2 separate regions of the Zea mays genome follow, and region 1 is linked to region 2. Evidence: chromatin contacts called from public Hi-C data. All regions are on one chromosome and are shown on one strand. The core of a region is the stretch at or near the end of the contact, and the rest is flanking DNA. Distances in the headings are between cores, read along the strand shown.

What was found. Hi-C and Micro-C count contacts between places; a contact is called where the count stands out from the background.
Region 1: a contact with region 2 is called in a Hi-C map of ear, with 2.1 times the contacts expected there. The contact joins the promoter of LOC100192075 here to the enhancer-like site in region 2. A contact is called at or near these places in 6 of 25 Hi-C or Micro-C datasets (ear, leaf, leaf mesophyll and 1 more).

Annotation. Positions count from the first base shown.
Region 1 is chr3:7,008,485-7,012,702 of Zm-B73-REFERENCE-NAM-5.0, forward strand. It overlaps LOC100192075 (hexokinase1), which reads left to right and starts at 1,570. Exons shown (of 10, transcript NM_001137498.1): 1 at 1,570-1,787; 2 at 2,246-2,468; 3 at 2,945-3,095; 4 at 3,170-3,352; 5 at 3,576-3,650; 6 at 3,737-3,892; 7 at 4,015-4,113; 8 at 4,196-4,218. The coding sequence starts at 2,281.
Region 2 is chr3:6,882,609-6,886,973 of Zm-B73-REFERENCE-NAM-5.0, forward strand. No RefSeq gene overlaps it. Among protein-coding and RNA genes, the nearest start is that of LOC100285940, 17 kb to the left of the region's middle. Within about 2 kb of position 2,458, at least 20 of the 20 cell types and tissues checked have an H3K27ac peak or open chromatin away from gene starts, as enhancers often do. A contact at or near this core is called in ear, leaf, leaf mesophyll and 1 more, where this site is marked.

The DNA of each region.
Region 1 (4,218 bases), core at 320-2,819, 120 kb after region 2:
TCAAGAAAAGAGAAGGGTAAAGAATGTCATATATCTCAAGAGCTAGATAATTTTCTGATAAACAAGTTGGAATTGCCTCAGCAAAAATGGATGGAATTGGACCAAAAAAGTTATTTAGTTTTGTTGTTGATTATACATCAGTGGAAACATCAAGATTCATGAGTCAACCAAGTATCACATTGACCAAATTGAACAAACGATAGATCAAGGTTGTGTTCATTGAGAATGTAATACGGGAGAATGAACATACATTAAACAGTAAATTTCTATTTCCTTTTATAGCAAAAAATCATGTACTAATGCAGAACAAACAAGATGTTCACACACGTTCATTTACTTCTCGTGACTAATCTCATAGGCTACACACAATTGCTCTATAGTGACAAAAATGTGATGCTCTAAGTGTCATGCTCATGTGTGGATGGTTGGAAAGATGACATTACTTGTGCATGATTGGTACGAGAGGTTGTCGAGTGTTATGCTAATGCGAGACGAGTCACACGTTAACGTGCTCCTTTTAGCTCTTACCAGCATTCATTGTCACTTTAGTCACCACGTGAGGTGCACGCCTGATGATGCATGCAAGACTTATCCTCTTCCACTCTCCGATATAGCTATGGAAAGGCGAGACCCACGATGTTCTCTAGTCGTGACATCGATCTTGTTGGTTTCCCCCTCCACTAACCTAGCCAAAGGTCGAAGTGTTCAAGTAGGTATATGTTCTATAATGGAGTCAATGGTGGCATTTTTTGGCAGGTTGTTGTCCCTCCAAACCGCTGACGCCATCCTGCGTGTCATAGCCTATGCAATGATATCCTTATGGGGTACGTTTCTTCCCACAAGTTTGGTTGCTAGTTTTATTTATTTTTCTATGTGTGTGGGTGGGTGGGTGGGTGGGGGGGTATTGCTACCTTGTCGATGTGGGTTTCTAATGTCTGTTACCCGGCCATTAGAACTTGAATGTATCAATTACTTCTTTTCTTAGCAAGAAAGGGACCTTGCCAAAGGCCATTCAACATGTGTTGTTGATGATGATTCTATCACCTTATATGATTGGAATTTGAAGGCGTCGGTCACTTCTTTCCCTAATTTGCAAGGCAATGTCCTTGCCTATTGTTCATGGATGCGGAGACACATCCTTAACATCGTATGTCCATCTCGAGTACTTTACTCTGATCAGCTTCGACAAGGCTATATCATTCATTCTAGGTTTGAAGGAGGGTGAAAGAGAAGTTTCAAAACCTGCAAGGACTTTGTTTCTTAGTCTCAGTGGGTCTTCCTGTATCGGGTTGTTTGCGTAAGTTAAATAGTGCATTAATATTAATATCAGTCCAACTCCAACGAAGTTTCCTTTAAGAAAACAAAATCCTACGCGGGCGCATGCAGTAATCGGATATACACGTACTTGGATAGTTGGATGGCAGTTGGCAATAAAAGGCGTGCATGACACGTTCGCTGTGTACAGGCTAAGCCATCTGTCATCGCTCTTAACCCCACGTAGCAGCAATCCAACGCGCCCACCTCCGTCCATAAATCCACAAGGCCCCCGGAGTCTCTGCCCAGCGGGCCCGGCAGTCCCACAAGATCACAGCACATACGCTTCCTCCATTCCACTCGGCCGCGACCGCGACCGCGACGGCGAGCGAGGGGCCGAGGTGGGACGCCGCGCCGCTTCTGCAGAAAGAAAAAGGCCAGGTGAGGTGCTCGACGCGGGAGCGGGACCGGAGTAGCGCCAGCGTCCCATTCCCGGCCAACCTCCCTGTTCATCTCCATGCCGACCTGACTCGGTATGATAAGATCCATGTGATCCAGAGCCTGATCCGAACACGATCCCTTTCTCCCCTTTCCCTGCGTAGTGCGGAGCTCCAGTGAAGGAACCAAACAGCGCAACACACGAACACACCAGGCGGCAGGCTCCACCCCGTCCTTTTCCTGCCTTTTCCCCCCGTCGAGTTAATCCATCCAGTCGCCAAAAGCTTTGCTAAATTTCACGTGTCTCGCCTCGAGTCGTCCCTAATCCGACGATGCCTTGTTCTACTCCTAAAAAAACCCAAATATCCTGACTTTCTCTTGCTGCTAGCCTCCCTTTTCCCTTCTCCCTTAATCGCACTGTTGGAAGCTCTTCGCTGTCACCCCCACCCACCTCCGGCGCTCTTTTTTAGCATTTTCCTTGGGCTCTGGACTCCAAAATCCCAGCCTTTTGTTTGCTTCTCTGTCTCCTGCTGATTGGTGTCCCCGGGTCCAGGACTCTTGATTTGCTCCTCGCGGGGGTTCGGTCCCATGGCGGCAGCTGCGCTGGCAATGGCAGAGCAGGTGGTGGCCGAGCTCCGAGTGAGGTGTGAGACGCCGCCGTCGATGCTGCGCGAGGTGGCCGTGGAGATGGCCCGCGAGATGGGCGCGGGGCTGGAGAAGGACGGCGGGAGCAGGGTCAAGATGCTCCTCTCCTACGTCGATAAGCTCCCCACAGGGTTCGTGCTTCTGAACCTGTCTTTCTTGCTCTGTTTGTATGATGATCAGAGGATGATTTTGCGTCCTGTTGCTTGTTTGGTAGTCCTAACAATAACAGGATGGTGTAAAGACCTCGTTCAGGAAACAGTATTTTGTAGAAAGTCGTGATGTGTTCCTTCCATGCTCGGCATCACTATTATTGAGAGGATATAGCATATCAACATGTTTCTGTTTTTTTATTCTTTTTGGTAATAATTTATATGACTGGATTTGAGAACGATGTATCTATGGAATGAATTTGGCCATCATATGCAATAGATTCTACGTCTGAATCTGATAGCATAAAAGGACTATCCAACTGTACAGTGATTTATGTGAGCTTCAAGCTACCTGATGCATATAGACATAATCTAAGGATAATTGTTGTAAAGAGGCAGGCAAATCCATCTGCCTTGAGCACACCGTTACAGTATTTTACTTGTACCACTGACTTCAGGAGAGAGGAAGGATTATTCTATGGATTGGACCTAGGAGGAACGAATTTCCGCGTCTTGAAAGTGCAACTAGGTGGGAATGCGAAGCATGTCGTTGACCGTGACTCCAGAGAAGTCGGCATTCCGCCACATCTGATGTCAGGGAGCTCCTCGGTAAGTATAGCCGTCAAGAATTCAGTTAATGCGGTTTGTTTTTAATCTGACAGTATGCTTTTACAACATCCTAGGAGCTTTTTGGTTTCATTGCTTCTGAATTGGCCAAGTTTGTTGACGATGATGAGAAGTGCGCTAACATTTCGAATGGCAAGAAGCGAGAAATAGGGTTCACGTTTTCGTTCCCAGTGAAGCAGCGTTCTGTAGCTTCCGGTACGCTTGTCAAGTGGACAAAGGCATTTTCCATTAATGATGCTGTAAGTCTTGATGTGCCCATATGCCAAACTTGTCTGTGTTCAACGTGAAAGGTTTTGTTAACTGAAGCTTCTCGAAGATCTTGTATTGCTACCCCATTTATGATCATAGTGATCTTTATCCTGAAGCTATTTTTAGTAACAATGTTTTATTGGATCAAGTGTACGCACTGAAATGGTTTCTTATTGAAAACGCTCCGTTAAATTGATGTTTGTATGGAATCAGGTAGGCGAAGATGTGGTGGCTGAACTGCAAACAGCCATGGAGAAGCAAGGTCTGGACATGCATGTAGCTGCATTGGTGAGTGTTGTCAACATATTTTTTTTTATACTCCATCAGTCTTGGATAAGCAACTTGTGGTTTCAGCAGACCTTGTGATGAAACAGATTAATGATGCTGTTGGGACGCTGGCGGGAGCAAGGTACTATGACAAAGATGTTGTCGCTGGTGTAATATTTGGCACTGGCACAAACGCAGCATATGTTGAGAAGGCAAATGCTATTCCAAAATGGGAGGGTGAGCTGCCCCATTCAGGAGACATGGTAAGATTCGAGCCTTGGAGACCACATTGTTTTTTACTAAATCTAGCAGTACTCAGAGAATGATTGCAGGTTGGGCTGTGCTAATTTTTATTTAGAAAAAAAACGATTTTGCTGTACTTCAGGTCATCAACATGGAATGGGGTAACTTCTTCTCATCTCATCTCCCCATCACTGAATATGATCAAGAATTAGATAAGGAGAGCTTAAATCCAGGAGAACAGGCAAGTTTGTGTATAGAAGATACATGCTGCTGTTCATACTGTTGGTTTCTCATGTTGTTGTCTCGCTATCGACTTCTTTCAGATTTACGAGAAGTTAACGTCAGG
Region 2 (4,365 bases), core at 1,208-3,707:
ATGTGTTTAACAGTTAATGCAGCAACAGGGCATGACATCAAATTTTCCACCGCCACCACAATGGAGTCAATTTGCAAACACACCAGTTCCACCACCACAGTTCACCACCCCTCCGACACATATACCTGCACCTGGAGATAGGGTACGTTTGATAACTCTCTATTAATTTATATACTTGTATACTTTTTTGATATTTGCATTTAACGTGATGATATTTGCTAACTTGCATAGGTTACGCCCGAAGCGGGTGGTAGTGGGTCTGATCCCGCAGCAGGGACTGGATTTGTTGACTCGCTCTTCGCGTTCCCTCCTCCTGGTGGTGGTGGCGGGCTGGCGGCAGCGGTCAAAGCTCTAACCACCCAAGTGGTGGTTATCTCTAAACACTTGAACATGTTTCTTAACTTGTTGACTCTTGGTCGTACTTGAACATATGTCGTACTTATATTTCAATACTATGTCGTACTCATTGACTCGATGTCGTACTTGAACTTATATTTGAAATGTTGGTGGATGTTATGTTTGTAATGCGTGATTTAATTATGAATGCATGTGTTTGTAATGTGGCTGTTATCTGTGATGTATGTTATGTGTGCAGAAACAGTGACCTAATTTAGGTCTGTTTTTGTAGCAGTATAGGGTAATTCTCGTCGGCCCAGTTAATTCCCGTCGGCTATGGTCGAACCGACGGGAATTAAGTAATAACTCCCGTCGGCCACGTAAGGCTGACGGGAATTAATAAATAACTCCCGTCGGCCTAGGGAACCGGTGGGAATTAATTAATTAATAACTCTCATCGGTTCTCCAGGCCGACGGGCGTTAGTTATTAATTCTCGTCGGTGAGTTAACGGCCGACGGGAATTAATTATTCTCGTCAGTCGCTGACGGGGATAACCTTATCCCCGACACATGACACATGTCGGCTGAGAACCAACGGGTATAAGACCTAAACCGACGGGAATAAGTAATTCCCGTCGGTTTAGTGCTTATTCCCGTCGGTTCCTGGCCGACGGGAATTAAGTTATTTCCTGTAGTACTAGCTCTCCTTTAGGGTGTCCAAAATTATTTTTCGGCATTCATTTCATTTTAGAAAACTTCTCGTATTATCGCTTAACCTCCATATTATTATCATGAAACTATTTTTATATGATAGTCCAATCTAGTGATTTGTTTCTCACGGTGTCGCCCCACCTAAAAATTTGTCATATGTTCACCATTGTGGTTAGGTTTTGCATGGATGACATGATTAAGCAACAACATATTGATATTAGCAGATACGGGTTCAAAAGGAAGTAGAGTGGTATAGTAGTGCTAGCGTGTATTATAATTGAATTCCTTCTCTTTATTGTTTGTCCCTTTCCACAGGAGATAGAAAGCAGGAAAGACAAGAAACAAGGGGGAAAAGCTAGGGGATGCTCCCCTATGTCTTGCTCCTTTTTCTCGCTCATCTGGTGTATAAAAGTGCACATACATGTAAACCTTATTTGGATAGTCTCGTATTTACCTCAATTCACGATTGAGATGAATACGAGAGTAACCAAACAAATCCGTATAGGTCTCCCATTCCCATCACATGCATGTATGGTCGATTCCGTCCCAAAAGGGAGTTGTAAGGAGAATTTGTGTTGGTGGGATTGAGCATAATCGAGCATGGCATCTTTCATCCTTTTTGGATTCTCTCACGATGGGCACGTTCATGAGCTTGCTGCTTTAATTTAGGGTTGTTTAGCCTCTATGGACTAATTTTTAGTCCCTCCATTTTTATTTTAGTTCCTAAATTATTAAATACGGAAAGTAAAACTTGATTATTTTGGAACATAAATAAAATGAAACGAAGAAACTAAAAATTAGTCGGTAGAAACCAAACACACCTTACCCAGCCTGATCTTTATGTTTCACCTTTACAGTAAGCGATTGTTCATGAGCTAGATAGGCAGCTAGCTAGTGCAAGGGTATGTTTGGTTGGGTTGTGGCTGTCAAAAAAGTTGCTGTGGGCTGTGAGCTGTGAGCTGTGGAAAAAGCTGCTGTAGGCTGTAAGTTGTTAAAAAGCTAAAAAACCGTTTGGTGGAAATCACTAAAAGTCGTTAAAAATTCTTCGATATATGTTTTCATATTTCCATCCGAAAAGCCACTAAAAGCAGGTCCAGGGGTGCTTTCAGATTTGCACTACGAGAAAGTTGACTTTTAGAAAAAGCTGCTTCCTGGATCCAGACCTTTGGTTGGCTTTTGGCTTTTAGGGGGGCAAAAGACAAAGCCAAAAGTCAAACCAAACACACCCCAAAGGTAGGTACATACAAGTGCAAGGAAATAAATTCAGTGCTGTCCTAGGGCTGGCTGGTGGGCTTTGCTTCCCTACGACCGCGAATGGGCCGTTTCGTATTATTATTATCCGATTCGTGGACAGTGGCCCGGAACCGGGAAGGCCGTGGAGGCATCATCGGTGGGCTAGGGTGAGAGGCCCTCCTGAGTCCGGGCCCAGTCCGACGCCTTCCCGCAGGTCGACCGTCTCATTCTCCTCCGTCTGTAGCCGTTACCCATTTGTGTCATTTGGGTGGCAGTGCCAGTGTGTCATTGTGCTGTGCGACGTGTGTCAAGGCCTCGAGTTCTCTGACGAAAACACACGAGTCACGCGCGCGCTGGAACAACCAGGCCGGGGGGGCACAGTTCCTTCAGTTCAGTCCACATGCACTTCTTCAGTTCCGGCAGACAACTAGCTAGCAGGTCTTTTTTCTTCTCCAACGCGCAGGAGAAGATTGTTTGCTGAAATCTGCCACAACTATCCTCTAGGTATGATGCGTTCTTCTTTGAGCCCTTCCTATATGGCTATATAGGAGCAGTATGTTTTTCCCCCCCTGGATCCGCCGCCGCTGCTGCTGAGAAAAATGCTGAGCAGTCTGTTGTGTCTGATCGTCCTAGAGACCTGGACCTTGCGATTTGCTATTCCGACGTCAGATATTAGAAACAGGTCACCACCTGTACTCGTACGCACGCCATCGCCATGCATATCATCTTCGTCATGCATCCACCCATAGCAGAGCATTGATGAGGGTCATTAACCGCGTGCCTCTGTTGCTGGAGGAGAGGGATCGCATTGCATCCCTTCTGGGCGGAGTCACATGAATCACCTCACTCACTCACTCTGCTGTATCTGTCTCTCAGTGGTCTCTCGCGGTGTGTGCTGGGCGTTCCTTTTACTATGTGGCAGGCAGAGCCAGAGCCCAGAGCCAGCGGCATGTTTTGGATTCGAAACAGGGCAACCTCGTGCTTCGGAGTAAATTCCTTTGGATGGACAAAAAAAAAAGAGAGAGGCAGGATCTGAGGAAGACGCAGCCTGCCATTCCCAGAGCCAATTGCTTCCTTCTCTCTCCCGCCGTACCCCATGGTTGAAGGCTTCATGCCTTCATCGATCGCCGCCTACCCCTACCTCCGGGGTTACCCCTGTGACGCCGGTGTCCACAGTCGTCCACTGCAAGAATGTACTACCTGCCCCCATGGCCCCAATCCCCCCATCCAATCAGGGACGTGCAGATAGGTAGGAGAATCTCTGGGTCCTTTGGCTATGGAGACACGACTGCACTGCACCGGCCACCGTTGTCCGCGGGCAGCAAGAGCGAGCGAGACCTGGATCTGGATGGAATCCCTCAGGTGCAGTAACTGCCTTCGCGCCCACAGCGCTACTAGTAGTAGGTGTGGTGGACCTCGGCCGGCTCCGATCCAGCGGTGATTCAAATGCTCTCTCCCTGCGCCGGAGCAGCCGTTTCAAACATTCCCGCGAGATCGATCGCCCGACCTGCGGGCAAGCTCTGCGCCCTGCATGCGGTGGTCCGTCGACTGCGTCTCAGAGCTCGGACCAAATGAGCCCTTGCCCCCTTGGTGCTACTGCTGCTGCTGCTGCGGGGGTGGGGGCGGGGCACAGGTCTCCCCCCGGCCGGATTTTAATTAACTCGGGATTAATGGAGATGGCTAGAGCAACGATGGAGAGGATCGCTGGAATCTGGACGACCGGCCACACATCCTTCAATCTTCTTGATGCTCTCTGAATCCCACGGTCCGGTGGTCTGCCCGTCGTCGGCTTCAGGCCCCGCAGCGTGTTCTTGCCGTGCTCTCTCTGCGCCGCTCAAGAAGTCAAGATGCGCGCCCTATTCATCCTATGGTTCACCAATATCGTCAGCAATCATGTTAGTTCTAGTGATTAGATTATTAGATAGAAAAACGGCACACCCTGCGTCTGGATCGATAATCCTGCTGGCTGCAACAGATGCAAACTCCATGTGTCCATCTAGGGATGGCAACGGGGAATTCCCCGCCGGGGAATAGCTCCCCATCCCCGTCCCCGCGACGAAAAAACTTCCCCGCGGGGATCCCCAC